Regions from separate parts of the Zea mays genome. Here region 2 is linked to region 1. Evidence: chromatin contacts called from public Hi-C data. All regions are on one chromosome and are shown on one strand. The core of a region is the stretch at or near the end of the contact, and the rest is flanking DNA. Distances in the headings are between cores, read along the strand shown. Region 1 has its middle 40 kb from the start of LOC100281271. Region 2 has its middle 52 kb from the start of LOC118476237.

The links. Hi-C and Micro-C count contacts between places; a contact is called where the count stands out from the background.
Region 2: a contact with region 1 is called in a Hi-C map of ear, with 6 times the contacts expected there. The contact joins two enhancer-like sites. A contact is called at or near these places in 2 of 25 Hi-C or Micro-C datasets (both in ear).

What each region holds. Positions count from the first base shown.
Region 1 is chr2:62,947,707-62,954,377 of Zm-B73-REFERENCE-NAM-5.0, reverse strand. No RefSeq gene overlaps it. Among protein-coding and RNA genes, the nearest start is that of LOC100281271, 40 kb to the right of the region's middle. Within about 2 kb of position 1,942, at least 19 of the 20 cell types and tissues checked have an H3K27ac peak or open chromatin away from gene starts, as enhancers often do. A contact at or near this core is called in ear, where this site is marked.
Region 2 is chr2:63,084,234-63,091,484 of Zm-B73-REFERENCE-NAM-5.0, reverse strand. No RefSeq gene overlaps it. Among protein-coding and RNA genes, the nearest start is that of LOC118476237, 52 kb to the right of the region's middle. Within about 2 kb of position 2,309, at least 19 of the 20 cell types and tissues checked have an H3K27ac peak or open chromatin away from gene starts, as enhancers often do. A contact at or near this core is called in ear, where this site is marked.

The DNA.
Region 1 (6,671 bases), core at 693-3,192:
GCATGGCACACCATGCATGTGGACAATGGACTGGGGGGGAGAGGAGAGGAGGTTACCGATCGATGTCGGTTTTGCATAATCATCCACTACTATAGAGTAACTAGGGATCCGCACCCGCGCCCTCTATTACCTGAGGCACGACGCTGCGTGGATCATGTGGGCCGCAGCCAGCTCGGGCATTTGGATCGCACGATCTTTAGTCTTTACCGAGCAAAAACAAAATTATTACAGCCGCGACTGCGATGTGCAGTACCCAACAGCACCACGGGCCACAGCCGTTCACGCCCAGTCGTCGCCCACGCCGAGGCCACCACCGTGTAGCATAGCAATCAGTGACGATCTGATAATTGGGGCCATGCTGTCACGTGGGCCACTTCTCTCCGATTCTCTACCACTCTTTTCTTTCCGCATGGTCTAAGTGGGCCCCATCGCCTGGCGATTCTTTTTTTCCTTCTTTACTTTATAATAATTCTCCCTCGTCGCGTGGTCGCGAGGATAGAGTGATAGACAGACGGAAGGAGGAAGACGGCGACGGGAGATGCAGATGCGTCACGCGTGTGCCGTGCCGTGCGGTGGCTTTCGGGGAATTTGTGCCGCGCCAAAGGGGAGCCCTGAGGCCTGCCGCGGACCCACCGGGGCTCACCAAAAGCTGGCTGGATATTGCTTGGCAAAAAGGAAACCAAAAGAAAATGGGAAAGGGTTGGCCGTAAATGATTGGCACACGCAGCATATGCACACAGCTTCTTCAAAAGACCGGTTCGGACTGAGCTCATTCGACCGTACTAGTACTACATAACTTATCTGTGCCCTTTTCGCAAAACGTTCTATAAACCACTGACGTAGTGATGGTTATAAAAATCCAAAGCGTATCATTATCCATAACAACAATATAAGTAGGCGTTACAATATAAGTTTTGGTTCTAAAAGGCACCAAACAGGCCTGTGCACTCATTTGATGACAGATAGCATCCAAGATTTTTTTCTAACACTAGCGGAGGTTAGTTCAAACCAAAAAAAAAAAAACAGAGGTGGCCCCATTTTCTATGGTAATAGGTATCGACATTTATTAGTTTGAGTTCAGCACTATTTTTCCATCCTAAATCTGTATCCAAGATCCCCTGCTGATATCGAGCGAAGATTTTAGATTTAAATGATTGCTTCTGCCTTCGTAGCAATAAGCACAAAAATTTGAATCTCAAGATCTAGATAACGTGGTGTCGTACCTACACTAATGTAATCGCATGGAAAACAACTCGAAGAAAACGAGGTATACCAAACAAGCTATGAGAAGCTTGAACTAGACGAGCTACCCGATACACTAAAGTAGGTGACTATCAATCGCTACCGGTCTTTAAAAAAACAGTTTTAGTACTAGTAGTGATGCCAAATTCGTAGTAACGAGTGATGGTATATATTAAATACCGAAGCGTAAAACATCGATGACCAAGCATTCGTAGTCACGAGTGTATTGGGTTTTTTTTTTCTAACTCCCGAAAATTCCTTTGCATCTGCAAACTAAAAACCAAGCACCACGCACTCCACTCAGGACAGACGAGAGCAAGTAGTAATCCACGCTTGAGGGAGACCTCTTGTTGCTACCCGCGCAAAAAAAAAAACTTTTCAATCGATCGCCTGCGCGCGCGGACGAGGTGGACCGGACGTGCAGTGCAGGCCAGGAGACACGGACAAAGGCGAGTACAGCGACGGCACGCGCACGCGGTGCGTTTCCTCATGGACCGTGTCCATCACGCCTTTGTTCGCCGGTCCCTTTCTGCGCCCCGCGCCAATTATCAGACCCATCCACCCAGGTCCAGCGTTCCAGGCAGGCAGAACAAGCGTGGCACCACCGCCGATCTCGACGACCACCTCACAGTAGAGGCGTGGAGAGCATCGAGTTCAGCTAAAGCTTTGACGTGACGCGGACTCCCTCCGCGCGCGCGCCTGTGCCGTGCCTGTCACCGCAACTGCTAACCGAACGCGCACGCATGTGATCCGCCATGTGCTATGCTTGCTTGCTTGGGCACGGCCGCACGGCTAGCTAGCTGCTCCGTCCAGTCCAACCAACGAGACCGGACGAGGAACAGCGCCTCCGTACCGCGCGCACCAAGCTGTTGGTTCGTGGGTCGCTGCACGGCGTTGGAAGCCACGCCCGGCATGTCGGAGCCGGCCGGTCCCCGTCGCACATGGCGCTGGAAAAAGGCTCGCTCCCTCGGTCTCTGTCTCTCCCCCTCACACGTCCGAGAGCATCCGATTCCGATCCCATTCCCCGTCGGACGACGTGGAACCGTACGTCGTGTGTGTGGCCTCCATCCCGCGCTCCTCCCTTGTCGGTTTCGTCCGTGTTCGTCGCATCGACGTGGAAGTGGAACCTTGGCAGCTCGATCAGCACCACTGCTATTATTATTACTCGGCGGCTGCAAGCGCACGTACGTCGTCGAACTGACTGTGACAAGTTAAAAAAATAATGAAGTGATAGTTTGAAAACTCCAATTTTTTTAAATAAATTTCTATTTTTTCAAGTGGAAATGAACTAATTTCCTTATAAAAATGAAAATTCTTTAGAAAAAATGGGGTTACCAAAGCGTTATAGTCTACCTGCAGGAGTACGTAGAGGTGGCCGTACTATCTGATAGCTATTTAACTCTCTAATAGCAAAATAACTCTCTAACAGATTAGCTATTTAACTCGCCAAGCTATATGACTCTTCAAATTGACTCTCTCACTAGCCAAATTTGGCTAGCCAACTGACTAGCCAAACTAGATAGATAGTTTGTTAGAGTGAGATGATACATATAGAGTGTAATCTTTATAAAAAAATTAAATATATAGTCAAATATAGAGTTAAAAATTAGTAGTCTCTTGGACATACTCTTAAATAAACACCCGCGCGCGCGGCACTGTATATATCTCAATCTGTATGGCCATAGAAAGCAGAGCCGTCACGTACGTACGTACGCCGGTAGGCTGGCAGTCCACGTCGCGACACTGCAGCTAGCTAGCGAGCGTGACGCGAGAGAAGCGGAGGGTGAGGCACGCCGCCGGGGCCGGGCAACTGGATCGGCCAGGATTCGTTCCGCGCGTCTTCGTCGGCCGGTAGACGACGCCGACGGGGTGGATCGTCACTCACGCGTCCGGTCCGGCGCCACCCTCTTTGCACGGCTGGCCGCGACGTATACATAGTAGTAGATGAGGATGGGCGAATAGGCCGCCGGTGCCCGAAGTCGACTGATGTCACTGCTCGTCGTTCGGTCGTCGTTGCCGGTACGTAGCTAGCGTGCAGGTCTCGTCTCGCTCTTTTTTTTTCTTTTTATTTTTTATGGTTGACAACTGCAACTTACCACCAACAGATCGAGTTATTATTAATAATAGTGGACAAGGTATTTTGGTGGTAACTATGGTATGCTATGGCCGCCGAATCGTTGTCTATGGTTTTTGCGCAGAATTCTCACTTATTTTATCCTCTATTTGTTCTTCTCAACTGATACAGTGCCAACAATAAGCGTTGAGCCGTGTACGGCCGCGGCGCAGCACCCACGAGGCCGCCGTACCTGGCTGTGTTCACTGTTCAGGCTCCGCTCAAGTTGCCCTGCCCAACGCAACGTGCCACGGCTTTCACTGTTTGTCACCAGTGGCCATGCTTCTCGTTGCCCGTAGCTATAGGGTAGATTGGTACGACGAATAGTAAATATATATGATGCATGGATTTTTTTTTTCACGCTCTCCGGCTTTCGTGCCCCTGCCGCACGGCACAGTGGTAGGACTCCCTTTTTTGGTGAATGGTGATCCGCCGCTCCATGCCGGCGTGCACCGTGGCTGCGCACACAGTACATGCGCACGGCGCCAGCCAGCCGCCAGTGGCCATCCATACCCATACTGGCTACGGCCATCGGCCACTGTAACGGGGGCACGGCCGGCACACTGCAGCCGCCAGCCGAGCAGAGCAGGCTGCTGCAGTGCTGCCCCTCGTGGCCTCGTCTACGTCCTCTGGCTCTGCTCACCCTCTACCTGCTGCGGTAGGAGAGGAGGAGGTACTGGTCGGTGGGACCTGTGCGTGCAGCCATCAAATCCCAGCAAACAGGCAGCCACCCAGCCGCATGATGCACCGTGCCAGAAGGAACACAACAGAGGGGCCAGGGGGGCCCAGGACCACAACGTGATAGTGCTAGGAGCTGAGCCCCCCACAATCCTGGGGCCTGCTGCACGCGGTGCAGGCGCGGAAAAAATGAAAGCAAGAGTAGTACGTACAAGCGGCAGGCAGAAAACAGCGAGAGGCAGGGAGCAGAGCAGGGGATGGGGGCGGGGCGTCCGGTCCGTCCATGCATGGGCGGGGCGCAGCGGCAGCGGCAGCAAGATCCGTGGGACGACGGGACTGTGCGCGAGGCAGGCAGGCACAGGCAGGCGCAGAGGCGAGATCTGCAGTGGCTTTGCTGTGCCGCCGCAGCAGATGCCTTGTCGCTCTCGCTCTCCGCCTCTGCGCTGCCAGTGCACCTCAAAAGGGACCGTGGCGGGGTACGGATAATCACACCGAAAAGGCAGAGGTGTGTGACCGCAACGGGGCGCTGTCCGGCAGGGTTGGCAGGAGCTGCCTCTGGCCCCACCATTTGTGAGCTTTCCCGGGTGACGATATTTAGGGCCCAGCTGCATTGGTGGCCGCCACGCAAGTCAGTCACGCAACATCTTGCCCGCTTTTGTTAGACTATCTAATATGTAAAGTTGAAATGCAGATGACGTTGTTTATAATTATTCGAATAGTAAATAGAATATGAGATAAGATATATGAAACAAGCAAAAGTTTTCTTTTATAGAGCAGAATAAAACAATCATATTGTTGTTTTGTGGAACCCAGTAAATTTTTATTGGGTTATCATGCAAGAAGGATACGATCAGTAAGGCTATCTCCAGCAGATTATCCATCTTTACCGTATGCTAGCCACGTGCCTCAGCCAACGGTCGGTCGCGCGATCAACGCTGGCCACGTCAGCTCGGCAACTGTCACCAGGCTGCACCTGACTGTCCGATACGTCACCGGACTATCTGGTGTGCTGAGGGACCAACGACTAGGAACGGTCGGCTTGGCTGAATAAGGACGCAGATCGACTATTGTTAAGGGTATGGTGTACACCGGATAATCCGTTGGTCCTTAGTGAGCCGCAATCCTAGAAGCGCGTAGGTCATGAGTGGAAAGTGGAGGCAAATTGTTTCGTTCGGTGCCAGGCGCAGTTAATGCGGCATAGTGGGTCAGTCCCGGTCAGACGCGAAATCCACTCGAGTGGCTTCCCCTCGATCCGCCCGACCCCCCTTGCTGCTTCACCTCGCCCGACCCTTCGCTCGATGCCTCGATTTTATCGGGAGCGGGTCCATCTGGAGTTGTCCTTTCCCATGTCCTTCTATTGTTTAGTGCGTCCCGGGAGGCCCGGGGATCATTTCCTCGACACTATCCTTCTAACTTACCTCTTTAAAGATCTAGGAACAAAACTTCTCAAAAGTAGTATGAAGTTTTAGAGCTTCTAACTTTGTTGAAAGAATGAGGTTCATGAAGAATTTTAGTGATGGTTGGAGACTAGTTTTATGGACACAAATAAAAGACACCTCTGTTAATTAACTAACATCAGAGTTAGATGCTATTGGTTAAACGCTTGCGTTAATCATATAATAATAGGATACTAGTTAGTTGCTCGTGCGTTGCGACGGTACACGAACACCGCTGATAAAAGCATTAGTAGTAATTAATTTTGGATCACTTCATGGATGTGCTCTCCCGACAGGAGGAAAAGGAGGAAAGACCCATTCATTTTTTATTCATCAATTAGAACAAAGTAGAAGAAGCAACTAAACACCATACATGTTCATATATCAAACCCATATATTGTCTAATAGCTACACCTGTGGTCAAACAAGATGTTATTAATCAATTACGAGATTTCCTATGGATACGCGATGTGTCAATACTAATACGCCATTTTTTCCTAAAAACAATGATATAGGGATATGCTATTTTGTAAACGTTAGTAAAGGTTTGTAAATAGTTTATATTGGCTAATTATTCATGATAGTTGTCTTCGGATATTCTGCATCGTGCCCCTGACATAGTAGTCGACGGTCTGCTCTAGGGGTAGGCCCTTGTACTCCATGACAGTGGCCATGTCCCACTTGAGCGTGCCCGACACGGCGCACGCGCCGCATGTGTATGTGCCGAACCTGATCAGTGGTCAATCCCTAATGCGCCCGAACATCTTGCTCATCAATCGTTTGTGGACATGGCCGCCGCACACCCCAACGTCTCCGATGCGTACACACTGATGGGCAACCCGATCATCACCATGCCTGCCTTGTGTACGTTGTCGCTGTCCACGCTGTTCGTGCTACACTTGTCCATTCGCGCTGCATTTGTCCATCCGACCATCCCCATCGGTGGGACGAGGTAGTCGAATTGCGCGAGCGCAAAAAGTAGGAAAAAAGAACAACCATGGTTGATGAGCAAGATGAGGAGTAAGAAAATGATGGACAACCTCTTTCCTCGGCCAAACACCATTTGATGCATTTAAGGGGAACATGTTATATAAATAATAAATATAGAAAAGGGAACAAAAAAAGGAAAATCACAACTTGCTCCCGTATTCTTTTACTTTTATACCCTCCTTTTTCTTCCTAAATTCTGGGTTACGTTCACG
Region 2 (7,251 bases), core at 1,060-3,559, 140 kb before region 1:
GCTTATGGATTATCATAATCCAAGGGGTTAGATTATATAATCTGGGTAAATAAGCTGGACTGTTTGTTTGACTCTTAGGATTATTTAATCCAGATTATATAATCTGGGGGGTAAACAAACAGGCCCTAAGTCCACTCGGTTCTGTGAAAGCTAGCTAACGACAAGCTATAATTAAGGATATATAGAATTATAGATGGCAATGAATCATGATCCAAATGTATCTTCACGATTCGTTTGAGACTTTAATTAATTTTAGTTCAAAAATGAATAAAAAAGTCTGATCTAAATACCATTCGATTCTTAAATTTTGTAGTCTAAAATTTAGAGCTCGTTACCACTCATAGATGGCATGCAGCCTACGGAGCCGGCTCGTGCATGTGCGAGGACCTGCTTGGAGCTCTTTATGTAATAAGTGCATTTGAGGTCAAGAGATCCACCTTATTAACAAACTATGTGTATACTTTTGTAAAGATGATATAATCATTGCACTTTGAGAAGAAAGAATGGAATACCAAGAAATGTATTTGTTTTAATATGGTTTTTGAAAACCAGAAGTACATTTATCGTATACTCCCTCCATCCCGTCGTAACGACTTTTTATTGCAGTCTCTGTTTAGAAGCACCTAGTTTTTAATAAACTGGTTTATAGAAATTGAGGTCATTCGAATATACCAGTTTATGACATAGTTTATATAAATTATATTTTTGGTTTCTTAAAAACTAAGAAACTGATTTATCCTAGCTAAAAAGATAAAAACCGATTCTTAAAAATTGGGTTGCTTCCGAATAGAACTTAAATCACATGGTTTTTAGTTAGGCATACTTAATATCAATGGGGAGAGAATGATATATATATATATATATATATATATATATATATATATATATATATATATATATATATATATATATATATATATATATATATATATATATATATATATATATATATATATATATATATATATATAGTAAATAACAAGAGTCAAGAGGTGATTTATTTCCTTGTATACTTTGGACAGTGGAAGTTGGAACGAGCAAAGTAAACAGCGGTGGTAAGCACAGTGTCCTCTTGTCTCCCACCCCCACGTTACTACAGCTGAGCAGAGCATCATCACCCATCTGACGTGACGACGGATCAGAAGGCGTCTTTTATTTGCATCAGAGTCACGATCAAATTCCAGCACCCGAATTATTACCACACGCGACCAGCAGGCCGTGCGCGTACGCAGCAGCACGTTGATGAATATAGCGCGCGCAGTCCGTGCATGGCTACCGGCACGGCCACACCCACACAGCCCTGGCCACCGGTCTGCGCGAGCACGTCCACGCAGAAAACGCCAACCCGGCCGGCACAGGGGTGCTGCCTGCCGCTGCGTTCAGTTGTCAGTCACCATGGTCCATGGCGCGCGCGCGCCTTCAGCCAGGGCAGGGCTACTGCACGTACGTACGTACATCTCTGCACGACTGCACCTGCGCTTACGTACGTACGTACGTACGCTTGTCGCAGCTTGTCCTCGCCAACATGAAGGCGCGCACCGGCCGGCCCGCCCGCCCGCCCGTTGGACCCCGCCGCGCGTGCCTGGGCAGTCGCCGCTGGTGTGTAGTGTCGGGAGGGCCGGCCAGCCAGCTGCGGCTGGTGTGGTGGAGCAGTGGAGCCCGCCGCACCTGCCCCACGAACGGGGCGACGCGCGCCCGCATGCGGCAGCACGGGGAGCTAGCTACAACGACACAGGCCGCTAGCCTAGCTCTCCGTCGTCGGTGTGCGGTCCGAACCTGCCCTGGCCCTCCCTCCATGCACGGACGCATCTGCCAGTACTGGGGCGGGGTCCGGGGTGCGTGGTCTGCTGCGATCACGCGCGAGATGTTTTTGACAAAGCCGCCCCCACCCATACACACGTAGGAGTAGTAGTAATAGCTGCGAATCGAATTGATTGAAGGAGTACGCCGGCGGTGACAATAATTGACACCCGCTGCCGGATCAACAATTGATCGCTGCTGCTCGATCTACGCGACAATCCATGCATGCATGCCACGTGCCCGTACATTTGCAGGCCGGGGCCCGGTCAGAGCGATCGCGATCTCTCCGGTAGTACTCCGTATAGTGTAGCTCGGAGCTCGCGCGGCTGTAGTTAGCTAGGATTGGAGCTGAGGGTTTACTACACAGCACACAATGGCGTACATGCGTCATGCGTGCTGGTCAGCCCGGCCTCGAAAAGCACATCAGTGAGCTCTACGGAGTACGGACCACTCTGAGACCCTGCCGTGCGTACACCCAACCCACCCACCAATGCTCTGGATTTGATCATCGTCGCAGGGCGCAGGCCATGCCGCGCAGGCGCAGTGCGCGTGCGTCCTGTCCATGGCATGCACGGATGCACCGCCACATGTTGATCGACGACGGTGCATGTGCATTAATTGGTGGCTTTTTGGCTTGCAGACTGGAGTACTCCTGTGAACACCAGCACCCTGCAAAGCCTGCGATAGCTTTACCGATGCCATCGATCGATGTGAAGCGAGCTGCCAGTGCCAGCCCTTCCCCATGCATACATGCAGCTGATGGATGGATGGATGGGTGACGACTGACGACTGAACGAATGACTGATGAAACCCCCACCCCACCTCTTGTTGGCTTCTGCATGCATTGGCAGATCGATCGCAGCAGCATATCTGCATATGCATATCTCGTTTGGTGGAGGCAGGCAGTAATGCTGGCTGGACTGCGCGCGACTACTATAGGCGTGGATGCCTTTCACTTTTGCGTGCAACCGCCGCGCAGCATGCAGGACAGGACTGACTGCATCGGGGAGGGAACAGTCAGAAAGGGCCCGGTACGGTCGGTCTCAGCCTTCTCTCAGGTCATCGATTCAACCGCATAGTATACACTTATGCACCGCTCCGTTCGTATACTTACATAGCTTAACATCTGTTCTAAAATCAAAAAAATAAAATGTAAGCACAATTATTCTTAGAAACAGAATCATCTTACTCTACCTGTTTTTCTCTCTCGCTCTCTGTCTCTACTTTCTCTCCTTTCAAAATACAATGGTTTTACACCTCTATTGATCGAGAGGTACACATGTGTGACTTCTCAATAATATATTACGTTTTCATCTATATTTTAGAAACACAATTATGTTAGGACTCTGAATGGATCTTTGTCTGGTGACAACGATTTCAAAACGCAACGATTATTTTTGGAGCCTCTCTGAGCGGATATCTCTATGTAGTTGCTCGGTCTGCAGAGCTCTCCTCCTCACTTCTAATAATGGCACATGCATGCATGAATAATGGATCTTGTCTGTCGCATGTAACGGAGTCAAACAATCTAGATTTTAAACAAATATATGTAACAGAATATTAAATGCTATGAGATGCAATAAGTGCCATATAAATTAATCGTACACTGTCTTTTTTTATAGAAGATTTAACTACATACCCAAATAAAAATGATATAAATTTAAGATTGTTTCACTCGAATAAGGCCTCCATGCATTTAACTAAAGATCTTTTTTGGTCCTAAAAAATGCAATATTTACATAGAAGAAACTATCACATAAAAAAAGAACACATGTACCTATATATACTCTTTTTTTAATCAATCTTCACATGTGTTAACGGGACAAAACCAAATGTTGGGGACTTGTTCTCAAATACTATGAATTAAGAACAAGGCAACACAAGATGTTAAATGTTAATACCCTTCGTCATTCGAAGCATTATTTCCCTTAGGATATAATGATCTTCAGACGAAGGCCATGAAAGACATACCTTCATCATCGCAGTATATGTTAAATAAAAGAAGAAGCATATGAAATATGGAATATGAAGTGAAATGTAGACAATTATATGTTGTTATCAATTCATTTCTGTATTATTATTATTAAAGAATAAAAACGACATCAAGTTACAGATGTACCTTCAGTTTGGAAGGAAGTAAAAGTACAAGCGTGACACAAAAAGCAAATGCCAAGTCAGCGTGAACAGTACGGGGGTACTGTTCACCTATTTATAGGCATGGAACACAACCCATATAAAATTACATCCATGCCCTTTACATTTGGTAGTAGTTCTATAGTAATCCACCGAGGTTTAAATAGCCTTTTCATCTTTAAGTCGGTTTCCTTTTCTGCAGTCACGCCGAAGCTTTCCTGCTCACTCCTTCGACGCTGTATCAACCTTCGTATTCTTTGAGCTTCTCCCACTGTGGTACCGATTCGGGTCCAAAGATACCTGTTCACACATTATACTCCAGAAACGCTGTTAAATCCTGTTTTTGAGGACCTTCGGAGCCGAAGGCCCCCAACAGTAGCCCCTCGCAATGTTAATTTGTTAAATCGATAAATTCAGATTGCGACATGGACGAAGGCTTTAAGCCGAAGGTCCGCAAAAACACCTTCCCTTTGCTAGAATAGCAACATTCACTGACAGGCGGGGGCTTTCAATCTTTCACGCACTGGGCGTATAAATAAGAGCATACTGCGAGCTCATTTGGCACGCTCTCTTGCCAGCTGTTCTCGCTCACTCAATTTTTAGCTCTTGCGTACCAAGATTTGCTTAGCTTTTTAAGTTTTTAAGCTTCGGAGCTGAAAACAGTTTTTTAGTGTCTCCGAAGATGTCTGAAGATAAGAAGGCTGCTGCTGAGATGAAGCTGAGTCTCGATGAAGAGAAGAATCTGGGGTTTCTTATAGCAATGTCGAAGACCAATACAGAAAAAATCACCAAAGAAATTTTAGAAGGTTTGTCTGAAGATACTGATGACAGCGACAGTTATGATGTGGATAGTGGTGGTGAAGACTCCGAAGATCGCCCCTGGCGACCAAGCCATTCAGTTTTTGGCAAGTCAGGTATCAAAGAAAATCATCTTGTCAACATGAGGGGAAGGTACTTCCGGGATTTATCCGTTGTGAGGGCTGACGAAGGAGAAAAAACTTGTCCGACCCCTGAGGAAAGTGAAGTTGTAGTGTTCCGAAGCTTTTTGAAAGCTGGACTACGATTTCCCCTGAGCAGCTTTGTCGTAGAAGTGCTGAAAATATTTGAAGTCTATCTTCATCAACTTACCCCCGAAGCAATTATAAGGCTAAATATCTTCGTGTGGGCCGCGAGAAGCCAGGGTCTGGAACCTGATGCGAAAAGTTTCTGCAACATACACGAATTATCATACGAGACAAAACCCTGGGGTAAGGAACAGTATCACAATAATTTTGGCTGCTACAGTTTCGTTTCTCGGTCTGGGTCAAGCTGCCCCGTGCCAACGTTTCGGAAGAGATGGCCCGGCGACTGGACGACAGAATGGTTTTATGTGAAGAATGACCTGAAAGCACGGGAAGACATTAAAGGTATAATTATGCGCCCTATTTGGCAAAGTTTCGGCCTGCGAAGGCCGAAGGTTGAGATGAATGAAGCCGCCGAAGAATGCCAGAGAGCCTTCGGAGTTATTTGTTCTTTTATTGGAACAAGAGATTTGGTCCAAGAGCATATTGCCTTCAGAGTATGGCCGCTCGCGGAAAAATGGGAAATGCCACAAGAGACCATAAAAGAGGCTGACGAAGGTGGACTTATCAGGCTGAAGTATACTTTCAAGTTCGGAGATAAATTCATTGAGCCAGATGATGACTGGCTAAAAAGCATTGAAAATTTAAGTGATGAACTACTTGGGGCTTACTCGAAGGCCGAAGATACTGCACTGTCAGCAGCCTTCGGAGGCCGAAAAAAGAAAAGACTGAACCGAGTGTTTGACGCAATCGGGTTCGTCTACCCTGACTATCGATATCCCATCCGAGGGCAAAAAAGAAAAAACACAACCTCTGCAAAAGAAGAAACTGCAGCTGCTCCTAGTGAACCAGCACCGGAAAGAAAAAAGATAAATGTCCTCACACATCGGCCACGCTATATTGAACCAGCTCCGGTGCCTGAGTTCACCGGAGAGACCTCTTCAGCCACCGAAGCTGCAAAGCCAACCAAGCCAACCTTGCTACCAGAAGTCGCAGATATGGCCAAAGCGCCAACAAGAATAGAATTGGAAGAACCAAAGATTTTGTTACCAGAAACCAAAAAGATGGCCGAAGCGCCATCGACAGAAAAAATGGAAGAAGTAAAAGGACCAGTTGAGGGATCAAAAATATCAGAAGTTTTAAGTCCTTCAGCAAATGTTGAGACAATAAAAAATCAAAAGGTGCCTGCGGTGACTCCGAAAAGAAAGAGAATGGTCAATGTGCTAGATGTTCTGGAAACAATTAAATCCTCAAGCACACCTCCGAAGAAGACTGTTGAAACATCCGAAGCAGAAACTGAAGTCTTCGATGCTGAAGCTCCAAAGCAACAGGCTGAGACTGAAGCTGGGCCTTCAAAGCCCATGAAGGAAGAAAAAATATCAGAGCCAATTCCTATTGAAGAAATCAGTGCTGTTGCCCCCGAAGCATCCCCCACAGTCCCTGACTATATTCTTCGACATGCTTCGGGGAAAAAGCTGTCTGAAAAGGAAAAACAAGAGGCCCAGTTTTACGCCCAAAAACTGAAATATCCTAAGGGGGCGTTGATATTCAACGGCAGTGGAGAAGAAGACTTCTTGTATTGTCTCCCTGACAGCAAGGAGATTTCTGTCTGTCGGGAGATGAGCAAGAGCTTCGGATTCCCAACACTAGAAGACGGGCTCTCAGTGCTGTCGAAAAACGAGCTGCCCGACAGCTTGGCGTATAATAGCTTAAAGGTACAAAAAATGAGGCCTTTGTGTTTTTTCTCGAAACCAAAATCTTTCATTTGCTCAAACTTATTGACACACATTCATTTTTGTTTGCAGGGCCTTATACTTAGCAATGCCCTCAGGGCCCAAAAAGATGCCGAAGATGAAGGGTGTGTTATGGCCCTGAGCAACCTTCGTTCCGAAGTTATTGAACTACGGAACGAAGGTCTCAAAAAAGATAAGATATTGTATTCCTTGATAAATAAAATAAAAGAAGACGAAGCTACTTTTAGAGGTCAAGCCGAGGCTCAGAAGCGTGAAATTGAAGATCTTCGAAAACAACTAGCCAGAGCTAAAGAGGAATGCATACTTGAAGAAACGAGGCAAGAACTTAGCGACCAATGGGCAAATCATTTAGAAGAAACTGTTAAAGAGCTTCGTTCGTCCAAGAAAAAATGCTTTGACAAATCTATGGAGTGTGTTAAGAAAATAAAAGCTAGCTTCTCCAGCGTTGGCGCATTCTCGAGCGAAGAAAACTTTAAAAGAGGCAACCCCGAAGATCCCATCGA